2 separate regions of the Sus scrofa genome follow, and region 1 is linked to region 2. Evidence: chromatin contacts called from public Hi-C data. All regions are on one chromosome and are shown on one strand. The core of a region is the stretch at or near the end of the contact, and the rest is flanking DNA. Distances in the headings are between cores, read along the strand shown. Region 1 holds the start of ARHGAP4 (rho GTPase-activating protein 4). Region 2 holds the start of L1CAM (neural cell adhesion molecule L1).

What was found. A called contact is a pair of places that touch in the nucleus more often than the background predicts.
Region 1: a contact with region 2 is called in a Hi-C map of epiblast stem cells, with 2.4 times the contacts expected there. The contact joins the promoter of ARHGAP4 here to the promoter of L1CAM in region 2. A contact is called at or near these places in 2 of 47 Hi-C or Micro-C datasets (embryonic fibroblasts and epiblast stem cells) and 1 of 2 datasets of contacts at active chromatin or transcription factors (skeletal muscle).

Annotation. Positions count from the first base shown.
Region 1 is chrX:124,653,925-124,656,624 of Sscrofa11.1, forward strand. It overlaps ARHGAP4 (rho GTPase-activating protein 4), which reads right to left and starts at 1,388. Exons shown (of 23, transcript XM_003135484.5): 1 at 1,227-1,388. The coding sequence starts at 1,293.
Region 2 is chrX:124,616,866-124,619,565 of Sscrofa11.1, forward strand. It overlaps L1CAM (neural cell adhesion molecule L1), which reads right to left and starts at 1,427. Exons shown (of 30, transcript XM_003135494.5): 1 at 1,328-1,427.

The DNA of each region.
Region 1 (2,700 bases), core at 138-2,637, 37 kb after region 2:
ACCACGACTGTGCTGACCTTTCAGAAGCTAGGGTGGCAGGAGAGCGATCCTGTTTTGCTAGCACAGTAGGAAGTTTCTTTCGGCCGGTGTGGGGGGCAGGGGAACAGGGAACAGAAGCTAAAATCACCAGACATCCAGAGCAGGCAAGGAGCATCTTAAAGGACAGCCTCGCCCAAGCCCCCAGTTTTGCAGTGTGAATGAACAGCCCCGTATCTACTGACTGAAGAGTCTCCCAAGTCCTTCGGCCTCATGACATTTGGGGGGTGCAGGCTGGGGGTCACTCTCTCCAGCTGAGAAATGGTGCAGGCAAGGCTTGGAGAGCTGGCTCGCCCTGCTCAAAGTCCCCTCCGGGGAGGACTGGAGCATATTTTGGTGTAAATTGCTTTCATTGGACAATCACGTTGGAACCTGCATCTGCGGACTGGAAGGAAACGCAGGGATCATTTGACTCTACCTCCTGTGAACTACAGGGCTGTGTGACCCCAAGCAAGTCACTGCTCCTCTCTGAGCTTCGATTTCCTTCCTTGGTAAAACTGAGCCACTCAGGGGTGATACAGGAGGTCGTGCGTCTGAAGACACCAGAAAACTTTAGGGCCTCAAACTGCTGGTGCTTGGCTGCTGCCTTCTTCCCTTTGTATGAGTCACCACGCCCTGAATAAGACCCGCAGAAGCTGATTTGCATGCGATGCGACAGAGTGTTTATCAGAACCCAAGGAGGGCTACTCTCCAGGAGGCCGAAAGTCTCTCAGGCCCAGATTCCCGGCCCTGGCTTGACCCCGACACAGTGGCCTTCAAACGCTGAGGCAGTCACCTCGGTGCCCAGGGGGAGGGCAGAGGGACGGGGCTACAGGGAATGGAGCGGTTTGAGGGCAAAGCCATCAGGACGCCCTTACCCACCCACTCCCGCCCCAGCAAAGCCAAGGTATTCGGCTTCCCCGAGGCTAGAGAGGCACGCTCTGGGCAGCACCTTGGTGCACCCGGTGGGTGTCCCCTTCCCTCCTTGGGCTCCTTAGGTGAGGTGCAGGGAGAAGCGGGGAGGGCAGAGCCACCGCGCACGCAGGGAGGGAGAGAAGGGGCGAGGGAGGCAGGGGAAACTGCAGGCGGCCGTGGAGAGGCAGGCGGGCGGGCGGCTCGGTTCCTTCCCCCAGCCCCTCTGGGGGACTTTTCCGGCTCCCCCAAGAACACCTCCTCAGGGGCCAGGCCGGGCGCGCCCAGCGCCCTCTCACCTTTGACTTGCGCCTCATACTCGGCCTGCGGCCCTCGCTCCCGGCGCAGCTTCCCGTGCGTGGCCATGGCCGCCCGGCGGCCGCGCCGTCGAGCCCCGCTCTTCCCACGCGGCCGTGAGCGGGCCCGGCGCTGGGACCTGGGGCCCAGCAGCCAGCACCCTGCGCGGGCCCCGCCCCGCCCCGTCCCTCCCCCCGCGTGGCTGGGGGGGCGGGGCGGCCCAGGCCTGGCACTGCCGCCACCCGCTGCCCTGCCCGGGAGGGGGCTGAGCGTGGGGGTGGGGGGAAGGAGTTCCCACTGTGGCCGGGCCTCGTGGCCCGCGCACCACCGGGGCGGCCTTGTGCCCAAGCAGCCAGGGCCGGTGTGAGAGCCCCCAGGTGCCATCTTCCCCCCAACCTCCAGAAGGCTGTCTGATCACCACCGCCAGACAGCGCCCTTCACATCATGGCCATTGGCCCTCAATGCCAGGGGACAGGACAGCATAGCCGCCCCAGGCCGTGGGCTCCCCTGGGTCATCTGCTTCCCTCCGGCCCCCGGGACATGAGATGGGGTCCCATCCTTCCCAAGTCACAGCCCCAAGCGATAAGCACAAGGAGCCTGGAGAGCCAGGTGGGAAGGGAGGTCGGTCGGCAGCAGAAAACAGAAGGGGTGTCCTCTGGAGGCCCCCCGTGTGGTGGGGGTGGGGGGCAGACAGCAGGGCTGAGCTGAGGTTCCCCTTCTGCTCAGCCCTGTAGGGAGGAACGAGCCTGTTTCCCCATAGGTGGTTACCACTTCCTGCTGCCGGAAGAGACTCTTCTGCCTCCCTTCCCCGGCAGCTTTGCACCTGCTCTGTCCTAGGCCTGGGGGGCTGGGGAGGGGCCGCCCTCTTCCTTCCCCCTCAGAGCAAGGCCTTACTGAGCCTGGCGGGGGGGGGGGGTATCTGGGAGCCTCTCTAATCCAGGGGCACTGGAGTTTCCCCTCACCCCTCTCTACCAACTGGAAGTCACAGGACTACAGTTTTTCTCCAGTATACTGAGACGGCAGGGTGCATGCAGCAGGTGACAAGCCAGATTTGACAGCCAGCCATCTTCGGTTGGGTGGGAGGGACATCCCTGGGGTATTGTCGCTGGTGAAAGAGGTGAAGGCAGTTAGGCTCCGGGATTGTGCCTGGGGAAGGCAGGCTTGTAGGCACTAGTGCAAGGGATCCAGGAGTGTGTGCACGGATGTCAAGGTTGAGCTCTGTACAAATGTGGGCACACGTGACCCTGACCTGCAGCTCTGGGAAGGAGGGGACTCTGTGAAGGTACTTCTTGGCTTTGGACTGTGGGCAATTCTCTTGGCTCCTCAGCTCCCTGCCCCCCACCTCCAGAACCAAGGCCCTTCTCTGAGGTGCAGTGTGCCTACGGGGCCCGGGCCAAAAGGCCTGGAAGCTGCTCTGAGGCCAGCAGGGACCCATGCCCCTCATCAGCTAGCCCCAACACACCTCGCCCCCTCCCC
Region 2 (2,700 bases), core at 177-2,676:
ATGGCCGGCAGCAAGGAGCTGATCAGAGGCGAGAGGCCACTCTCTGGCCCTGCCACCCCACAGGGGACAAGAAAGATGGGGCTAGGCAGCAGCTCACGGGAAGAAAGGCTGACTGGCTCGTACGCAGCCACCGTCAGGGCCACGTGAGTCAGCAGAGATAACAGGGGCGGTCCAGAAGCCCCAGCCCGCTGGATGGAGTGAACTGGAAGCAGGGCATCTACCTGGAGGGGGTGGCGGGCGTCCCATTTCTTGGGAGGGGGGGCAGATGGTGCTGGGCCTGTCTCCCTGAGACGGGCAGTGATGGGCAGGGTTCCCGATACCCTGTAGGGGGCAGCAGGTTGTACTAGGCTCTTTGCAGCCCCTGCCAACCAAGAACCCCCCCAAAATCTGCCCTAGGCAGGGAGGAACGGGAAACTCGGACTCCTCCCATAACCCAACAGCCAAGGAAGACTGGGCAGTAGGTCAAAGACCTGCAGGACCCCAGCCCCTGAGGCCCTCCCTCCCCCTACCTGATGGACCCACATCCTACCCCCATGTGCACAGATGCCCACTGGTGGGTTCCCAGGCCACCCTCACCCAGTGCACCCTTTCTTGGTCATCAGAGCCTGCAGGAACTGAGGCTCCAGACGCACCCTTCACCTCCAGGGCAGGAGACCCTGGTCTTGGCGCAGGCTGGAGGGAAGCCCCCAGGAGTCCAGGCTGGGGTTTTGCAAGAAGGAAGAGAACAAAGCCCCCCCTCCCACCTTGGGGCGGAGGGCCAGGCAGTGCCCAGCCCAACTGTCTCCCCTCCCCCCCACTGCAGGGGTGGCTTAACCCCGTCACCCCTCGACCACGCAGGCAGCTGGATTTTCAGCCAAACGGGGCGGCCCTCCACTGGGGAAGAGGGGCAGCCACGCCCAGGGCCACACCCCACGATGGCCGAGGATGGTCGGGGTGGGGGGGGCGGGGGGGTGTGAATTGGGTCCATCGCGCCCCCCCCCCACGCACCCAGCCGGAGGGACGTGCCAACTTCAGCCCCCACCACCCCGTACAGACCCTGCCCGGCTCCCCCCCGGAGCAGCCCTCCCCGGGTCGGCATTTGGGGCGCCGCCCAGGTACCCTTCACCTGTCGGGCTTCAGCCCCCGGCCTCCCTTCCCGGCCCGGCTGCGGTCCTCGGGGCCTGGAGCTGGGGGCCCGGGCCTGGGTGGGGCTCTGGCCGCTCCGCCCGTGGTCCCGGGGTGGTCCGGGTGGAGCTCCCCGGCCTCGCCCCCGGGGCAGGGCTGGGACGGGAGGCTCGCGGCGCTGCAGCCGGGGGCCCGGGCGCGAGGGCAGGTCTGCCCGCCTTACCTGCGCTGCGGCCGCCGCTCGGGCTGCCCGCCCAGCCTCCGCACACGCCGGCCTCGGACCCGCCGCCCGGCGCGTCTGCGATGCTGATGCGCGGCGGCCGCGGCGGCGGGGCGGGGGCGGGGCGGGGCGGGCGGGCTTGCGCGCGGGGGAGGGGGGAAGGGGGAGGGGGAGGGAGCGCAGGGGAGGCGGGGGAGGGGGAGTGAGATCACCTCCCCGGCCGCCCGCCCCGCCCCGCCGCGCCCCGCCGCGCCCGGCCGCGCCGCCGAGCGGGGCTGCCGAGCCGGGTGCGGCCCGGGAACCCCGGTGACCTCCTCCGGGAGCTCAGTGGGCGCCCCCCTCCCCGGCCCCGCAGTGCCCCGCACGAGAGCACCCGCGCCGCAGTGGGGGCCCGGGGCAGACGCGCTCGGCTGGGGTGCCCCCGGGGCGCGGTGCTGGGCGGCGGGGTGGAGTCGGGTGGGGAGACAGGACCCCCAGCCGCCAGCCGGCCCTCGAGGGCGCTGGCGAGCGACCGGCACCCACACGCAATGCGATCTTGGCCGCGCCCTGGTCCCTGGTCGTGGGATGTTTGGACGTGCCCCCCCCCCCGCCCCCGCGCGCGCCCAAGGCAGGATTCCGGAGTCTCTGGGCTCCCCCCCTCCGACCCTCCTCATCCTAGGCGGGAGGGGCGCGCGGACCTGGATCTCAGTTATCAGCCCGCTGGGGAGGGGCAGAGGGGCGCGGGCTCCAGCGCAGCCCAGAGCCGGGGGTGGGGGCTGCCGGGGTGCCGAGGACGTGTTGAGAGGGCGCCCCTCGAGCTGCCATCTCCCGTGCCCACCTTGCCCCGACTCTCCGCCAGTTTTCCGGGCGTCTTATTTCTTTGTCTAGGGGATTGGCCCCCTTCCGACCTTTCCTGGTGGCCCCACATCCTCCAGCACCGGAAAGCCTGGGGAAGGATATCCTCCCCAGCGCACCCCCCCGCCTCCACCCCCAGGCTCGTGGCCTTGACCAACGAGGCCACGCGGAGGGCACAGCCATTCCGGAGTGAGCCGAGCCTGGCCGCAGGGCAAGGAAGGCCTAGGGCCCAGATGGCAGATTACAGCCCTGGTGGCCACGGGATTTTTATGGGCATGCCTGTTGCCCAGTGAAGCATATGGGCCCTCCACTCAGCCTCCGGAGACCCTCCGAGCTCTGCAGGGGGCCCGCGTGGGAGGGGACCTGGAGTCCCCGCCCATCCGCCCACCCCCATCCCCCCAGCTGCCCTTTCTGCGGGAAGGGGAGGTTTGGGGTGGCTCCACCTGCCCTGGGGAAGGTCTGGGTGTCTTTAGAAGGAGCAACGGCGGAGAGCAGGCTCCTCCCAAAGGCAGAGGGCTGTGGAGCTGGTGGGGGTGCTCCCA